Linked DNA regions of Mus musculus: region 2 is linked to region 1. Evidence: chromatin contacts called from public HiChIP or PLAC-seq data. All regions are on one chromosome and are shown on one strand. Each heading gives the region's core, a stretch centred on a gene start, on an enhancer-like site or on the middle of the called end of the contact. The rest is flanking DNA. Distances are from core to core; before and after follow the strand shown. Region 1 overlaps Prrc2b (proline-rich coiled-coil 2B). Region 2 overlaps Fam102a (family with sequence similarity 102, member A).

What was found. HiChIP or PLAC-seq counts read pairs in DNA pulled down with a chosen protein or histone mark.
Region 2: a contact with region 1 is called in an HNF4G HiChIP or PLAC-seq map of pancreatic cancer cells. The contact joins two enhancer-like sites. A contact is called at or near these places in 2 of 115 datasets of contacts at active chromatin or transcription factors (bone marrow-derived macrophages and pancreatic cancer cells).

Annotation. Positions count from the first base shown.
Region 1 is chr2:32,166,771-32,169,557 of GRCm38.p6, reverse strand. The region is part of intron 1 of Prrc2b (proline-rich coiled-coil 2B); the gene reads right to left. Among named protein-coding and RNA genes, the nearest start is that of Prrc2b, 17 kb to the right of the region's middle. Within about 2 kb of position 1,512, at least 324 of the 459 cell types and tissues checked have an H3K27ac peak or open chromatin away from gene starts, as enhancers often do. A contact at or near this core is called in bone marrow-derived macrophages and pancreatic cancer cells, where this site is marked.
Region 2 is chr2:32,547,240-32,550,082 of GRCm38.p6, reverse strand. The region is part of intron 1 of Fam102a (family with sequence similarity 102, member A); the gene reads right to left. Among named protein-coding and RNA genes, the nearest start is that of Fam102a, 13 kb to the right of the region's middle. Within about 2 kb of position 1,587, at least 103 of the 459 cell types and tissues checked have an H3K27ac peak or open chromatin away from gene starts, as enhancers often do. A contact at or near this core is called in bone marrow-derived macrophages and pancreatic cancer cells, where this site is marked.

The DNA of each region.
Region 1 (2,787 bases), core at 263-2,762:
TCCAAGGCTCCCACGTCAGGAACACAGGGACAATCAGCTGCTCGGTTTTCTTTCTATAACATCTGTTTTCTTTTTGCACTCGTGATATAGCTTTAATGTTCGTGTGTGTGTGTGTGTGTGTGTGTGTGTGTGTGTGTGTGTGGTGTCCCCAGTACTCACATGAGAGAGCCAAGCATGGCTGGACAAGCCTGCAGTCTCAGCACTAGGAAACTCACCAACCAGCCAACCTGCCCAAAAAGCCCACCTCAGGCTGGGAGACCCTAACTCAGGGCACTAAGGTAGAGCGTGAGAGAAAATGGACACAATATGCTCCCGGCTTTTCACCCCATATACAGCAGATACTCACACGATTACATGCATGCATCGTACAAACAGGTCGCACACAGGCACGCAACTCTCAGATTCATGGGCCATCTCCCATCTCCAGCAAGGCCACCTGGTCGCTCGGAAACACCCGCCATGATGTGACTTGCCTGCCTCCGGGTTTTGCTCTCTATTCTACTACAGGTTTAGGTTCCCAGTTCAAGAGGTCAATGAGGGGTGGTATACAGCTCAGGAGTAGAAAGCTTGCCTAGAACAAACAAAACCCCAAGTATCATCCCAGCACAGCAACAACAACAACTTGTTTTTTAAAAAAAAATTATGGGGTGGGAATAATGGGTCATGTCGTCAATCCCTGCATTTGGCAGATCTGAGTTCAAGACCAACCTGTCTACAGAGAATTGAAGGTTAGCTAGGGCTGCATAGTGAACATGTATCTAAAAAATAAGTGAAGAAAATAAGGGCAGTGATGGCACACACCTTTAGTCCCAGCACTTGGGAGGCAAAACAGGCAGAACTCTGTGAGTTCAAGGCCAGCCTGGTCTACAGAGTGAGTTCCAAGACAGCCAAGGCTACAGAGAAAACCTGTCTCAAAAAACAAATCACCAAACCCGAACTCACAGAGGCTAAGACTGAATGGACAATCAGGGAGCCTGCATGGATCTAACCTAGACCATCTGTATATGCTAACGTCGTGTAGCTTGGTGTTTTTGTGCGGCACCTAACAGAGAACACGGGCTGTTTCTGACATGTTTGCCTGCTTGTGCCTAATCTTTGCAACTTGCTATGCCATGTTTGGTTGACAACCTGGGAGGCCTGCCCTTTTCTCAAAGGAGGCGTGGATGGGGAGGAGGAGGTGGGGGGACGGAGGAGGTTAGGAACAGAGAGAGGGTGGGGAAACTGTGGTCTGGATATAATATATGAAAGGATAAATTAATTTTTAAAAAAAGAAAGAAAAATTTAAAAAGAGTAATTTAAAAAAGAGGAAAAAGAAAAATACCATCCACGAAGCTCACACAGCATTGTACCCCAGTTCTAAATAGATTTGCTATTTGTGTAGATGTGTATAAGGGAAATTTTAAAAAGGAACTAGAGAGACAGACAAGCAGAGGAACACTTGGGGCCGCCATCCCGCCACCTGCAGCTGTCCCTGAGCCCTGCAGCTGTGACTGTTTACACCCCAGGCCTCTCTGTGGATGACGTCACCCACAGCAAGCTGGGATCTGGGCAAACAGGAATGCGGTTGTGGGCCTCAGGCAGGAAGCAACTTTCTCATCGAGGGAGAAAGCAGTCCTGTCTACCACTGAGTCCCTGCTGCCTCGGCTCAACCCAACTCAGCACAGAAAGGCAGACCCAGGAGTGATGTTACCCCAGTAACCACCCGATCCTCTGGGAATTCTATGCCACAAAGATGAAGTGGGGACAAACTCCGTGCAAAGGCTTCTGTGTCAAAACACAGAGGAGCCAGGGAGTGGAGATGGGACAGGTGGCTACTTCACAGCCACCGCCAGGTGACAATGCCAACCCCCAGATGAACGCAGAGCCTGTGCTACAGAAAGCTTCAACTGCTATACCAGGCTGGGCTCAGGGGGGTGGGCAGGCATTGTGAGAAGACTGCGACCAGCGGCTTCCTCCTGAGACTCTGTGCTCAGCGGCAGACCTCTCAATCAGAACCATGAACAGAAGGGCAGTGCCGCCGAGGCTGGCTCACAAAATACTCCAGTTGCTGTGTCACGCACACATGTGCACTCATCTCAAATGGCCACTAGTCCCATCGGCTGGACTCAGAGCAACACCACCCAGACATCCAGCGGTGTCCTGCTGAAGGACCACCTACTCTTCTAGAACTCTTCCAGAAGACGAGAGAGAACCCGAAATCCAGCGGCAATTTTGGTGGCAGCAGACTGACATGCCACAAGATGAGGGCTGTTACTCAGAAGGAACACACCCTGGGATGCCAGGAAGTAGCGGCTGCCTCAGAATCAGAAAGGCCCAGGAATGAGCCTGTCAGACTCCCTACAGAGTACCCTGGCTAAGAGAGGTCAAAGGGCACGGGGACAGTAAAGGGTACAAAGTAAAAAAAGGAAGCTAAGCAAGAGAAACCAGGAGGGGGCTACCACACCCTGCGTCCTCTCCCCACATCTTAGCCAAGCAGAAGTATGCTCTAGCAGCACACACACACACACACACACACACACACACTTATTCAACCTCTCCCCCTGCCTCACATTAAATCAAGAGTGGAAGAAATCATAAAATTAAAAACCCAAGAAAAATTCCTGGAGTTGAGAAACCAGAGACTAATCCAAGACACAGAAAGATCACACAATGACACCGGGAGAACAGGTGACATCGGGCGTGTTTTCTCTGAGTCTGCCTCAGCCCCAGAAGAGCCCCCTTAGAATGAAAGGAAGCAACGACTCCCAACCCTCGACAGTTTCCGGTGAGAGTCACCATGGAGACCAG
Region 2 (2,843 bases), core at 338-2,837, 380 kb before region 1:
ATCTAGAGTCTAGGCTGATGAGAGGCAGCCCCGACTGAGAATAAAATAAGGAAACAATTTAAATCGACAACATCTGCCAGTGCTTTCCCGGAGAGAACTGCACAGCTGCCTGGGGAGGGGCCCACCCCAGGGACCAGCCAAGGCATCCATCCAGGGGCTGCAGGCCAGGAGGGCCAACGTGGCAGCCCAACAGTGTTTGACTCCTGCCAGAAGTTGAGGGCCACGTGCAGGGGAAGCAGTTCCCTACAGTTCTGGCACATCCCTCCTCTGTGGTGAGGCAGCAAGAAGTTCCTAGAAGCCAAGCCACTTGGTGCCCAACACTGGAGAGTTTTGAGGCGCTCCTTCGGCCCCATGCTGCCTTCTTTGCTCCTCTGTTATCAAGAACCCTAAAAATGGCTCAGGGGTAGACAGAAAAGCTGGGAGTACAAGCTGACGTTGGCAAGTGACGCCATCAAGCACAATGTGAGCAAATGCAGCTTTAGGAAGTGCACCACGGAGAAGGGGTGAGATGATCGACGGGCACTCAAGCTGGCTGGCTTAGGAGCATCAGGTTAAGACCCACCTGGGTTTGAATCCTGGTGCCCTTCAGTCATGTAATCTGGAGACTGACCTTCAAGAAACCCAAGACAGGTAGGTGTTGGCATTCTTTGTTTGCAGTCACTGGCACGTAGCTGTCCTTCTGCTTCGTGGCCAGGATATACAGACAGCTCATGTTACTACCCAGGCAGATGCCTGTAAACCGGAGTCTGAAATGTGCCAGGAATCACTAGCTTTTTTCTTTTTTGTTGATGCTACGGTTGAAACCCAGAGCCGTGTGTGTATACTAGGCAAACGCTCTACCACTGGGCCGCACCCTCAGGCCTAGTTCCTGGATCTTGCTCTAAAGTGAAGGGATCTATAGTAAGTTGCTGGCTTTGAACCAAATGCAGGTCCAGCCCCATGTACAAAAGTGTCTCGTGGCTTCTGTCTCCTGGATGTCCTCCTAAGTGCCAAGTGCTCTTCATACACTCGCTTCATACTTATACTTCACAGATCAGGACACTGATTCTCAAGGGAGTCCAGGGACTTAAGGGAGTCCAGGGGTTGAGGGGTAGTCTGTACCCCTAGACATAATTTTGCATTCCCAGCATCCCTGGGAAATCTGCCGACATAGGAGAACCATTCTCAGGTCTCAATGACAGCATGGCTCTCTGTCCTGCCAGAACCCTAGGCCCTGTGATCTCATCCTTTTCCATGAGTATTCCACACAAGGGAAGAGATGGTATCACACCTGCTTCATGCCAAGGGAGAGATGGTCACAGAATCCATAGCCCATCACTCCCATGTCACAGGCTAGGAACACAAGGCACAAGAATTTACCTGTCCAAGGTCAGTGATCTGAACCCATGCCCAACACTACATTTTTCCATGTTAGGGCTGGAAAACAGAGGCCCTAGGAATTCAAAGGAAGAAGGCACAACAGATGTTACACTGGGATGTGGTACCAATGTCAATTCCTAAGACCTAGACTATTATAATGCTGAGGTGTTGAGTCGGATCTGCTCAGGGGACTTCCCCTTCCTAAACCCAGCAGACTCACTTGAGTGGCACGGGGAGGCAAAGATGGGTCCAAGCAAGCCTCTGCCACCCATGAACTCTAGCGCCCTTTGGGTCTCAGTCACTTTCTTTCTCATGGAATTGCTAGTGCCCAAACTAAACACGATAGGCACCTCTGTGGAACTGTGGACATGGCCTAGCCATGCACTAGTACCTGCAGAGAGGGGCCTCAGAGGCAGGTGGTCCTGGAAGCCTGCAAAAAGTACTGACCCAGCCCTCTTCCTTGCTCTGGACCTTGGATCTGGCCATTTCCCCAGTCCTGAAACTCAGCTGTCATGTTCAGAGGTGTGGCAGGTGGCCAGGAATGTGTGACCAGTGACTCAAGCCCGGGTGGTATTTGATTCACCCAAAGAGGAAGGAGTGAGAGGAAGGAGAGATTCCTGTCCCTGGGGCCTGGTTCCTGAAATTACTTAGACTCCAGTCAAGGGGATACCTTCACCCAGGCCCATCCTAAGGGCGCTCCCTAACTGTGCGGGCAGGACTGGGTCTATAGGTGTAGTTGGAACCAAGCAAGGCCCTTGTCTCCCAGAGCCAAGTAGAGGCAGGGCGTCTGTACACTAACAGTTGGTCTCCTATCTTCAAATATGGTGCTGAAGATCTAACAACTGAATGAGAGATCTCTGTAGTCTATTTCCCTAAAGTCAAGCCTTCTCACAGGGGCACCACTTCCCAGTAGGGGATTCCCAGATGTGCCTGCAGCTTGTTCTCTACAGTTTGTAGAGTCAGGGACCATCATCACTACTGTACCTGCTAACCCGGTGTTCCTGCTGCACATCGGATTCCCCATGGCCCTTTGAACTTAAGGCGACAAGATAATCAGGAGTTGTTTAGCCAGAGTCACCTCTCTTCACAGCCTGGCACTGACTCAGACCTGTTTGTCCAGCTGTGCTCAGCAGCTACCGAAGATTCCGATCACAGGACAGAAGGCCCAGGGTCAGACACCACCATGAGGCCCTGACTCACAGGGCTCCACCTCCTCCATAGACACCTGAGACTGCAGACTCAAGACCACTCCTGGGCCAATCATTGCCACTGCCACTAACTTCAAGCAAGCCACTGAGCACTTACTAGGAGTCAGGCTGAGTGGCCCTGTCCAGACACAGGCCCCACACAAGGATAATCCCATCCTCCTTGAACCACACAGGCTTTCAACTCCACTCAAATGCTATTGTGTATCTTGCCTTGGGCCTTTTTTGTTCAACAGTGTCATGGGATGGGCCTGCGATAATGGCTGCTACAGAGAATGC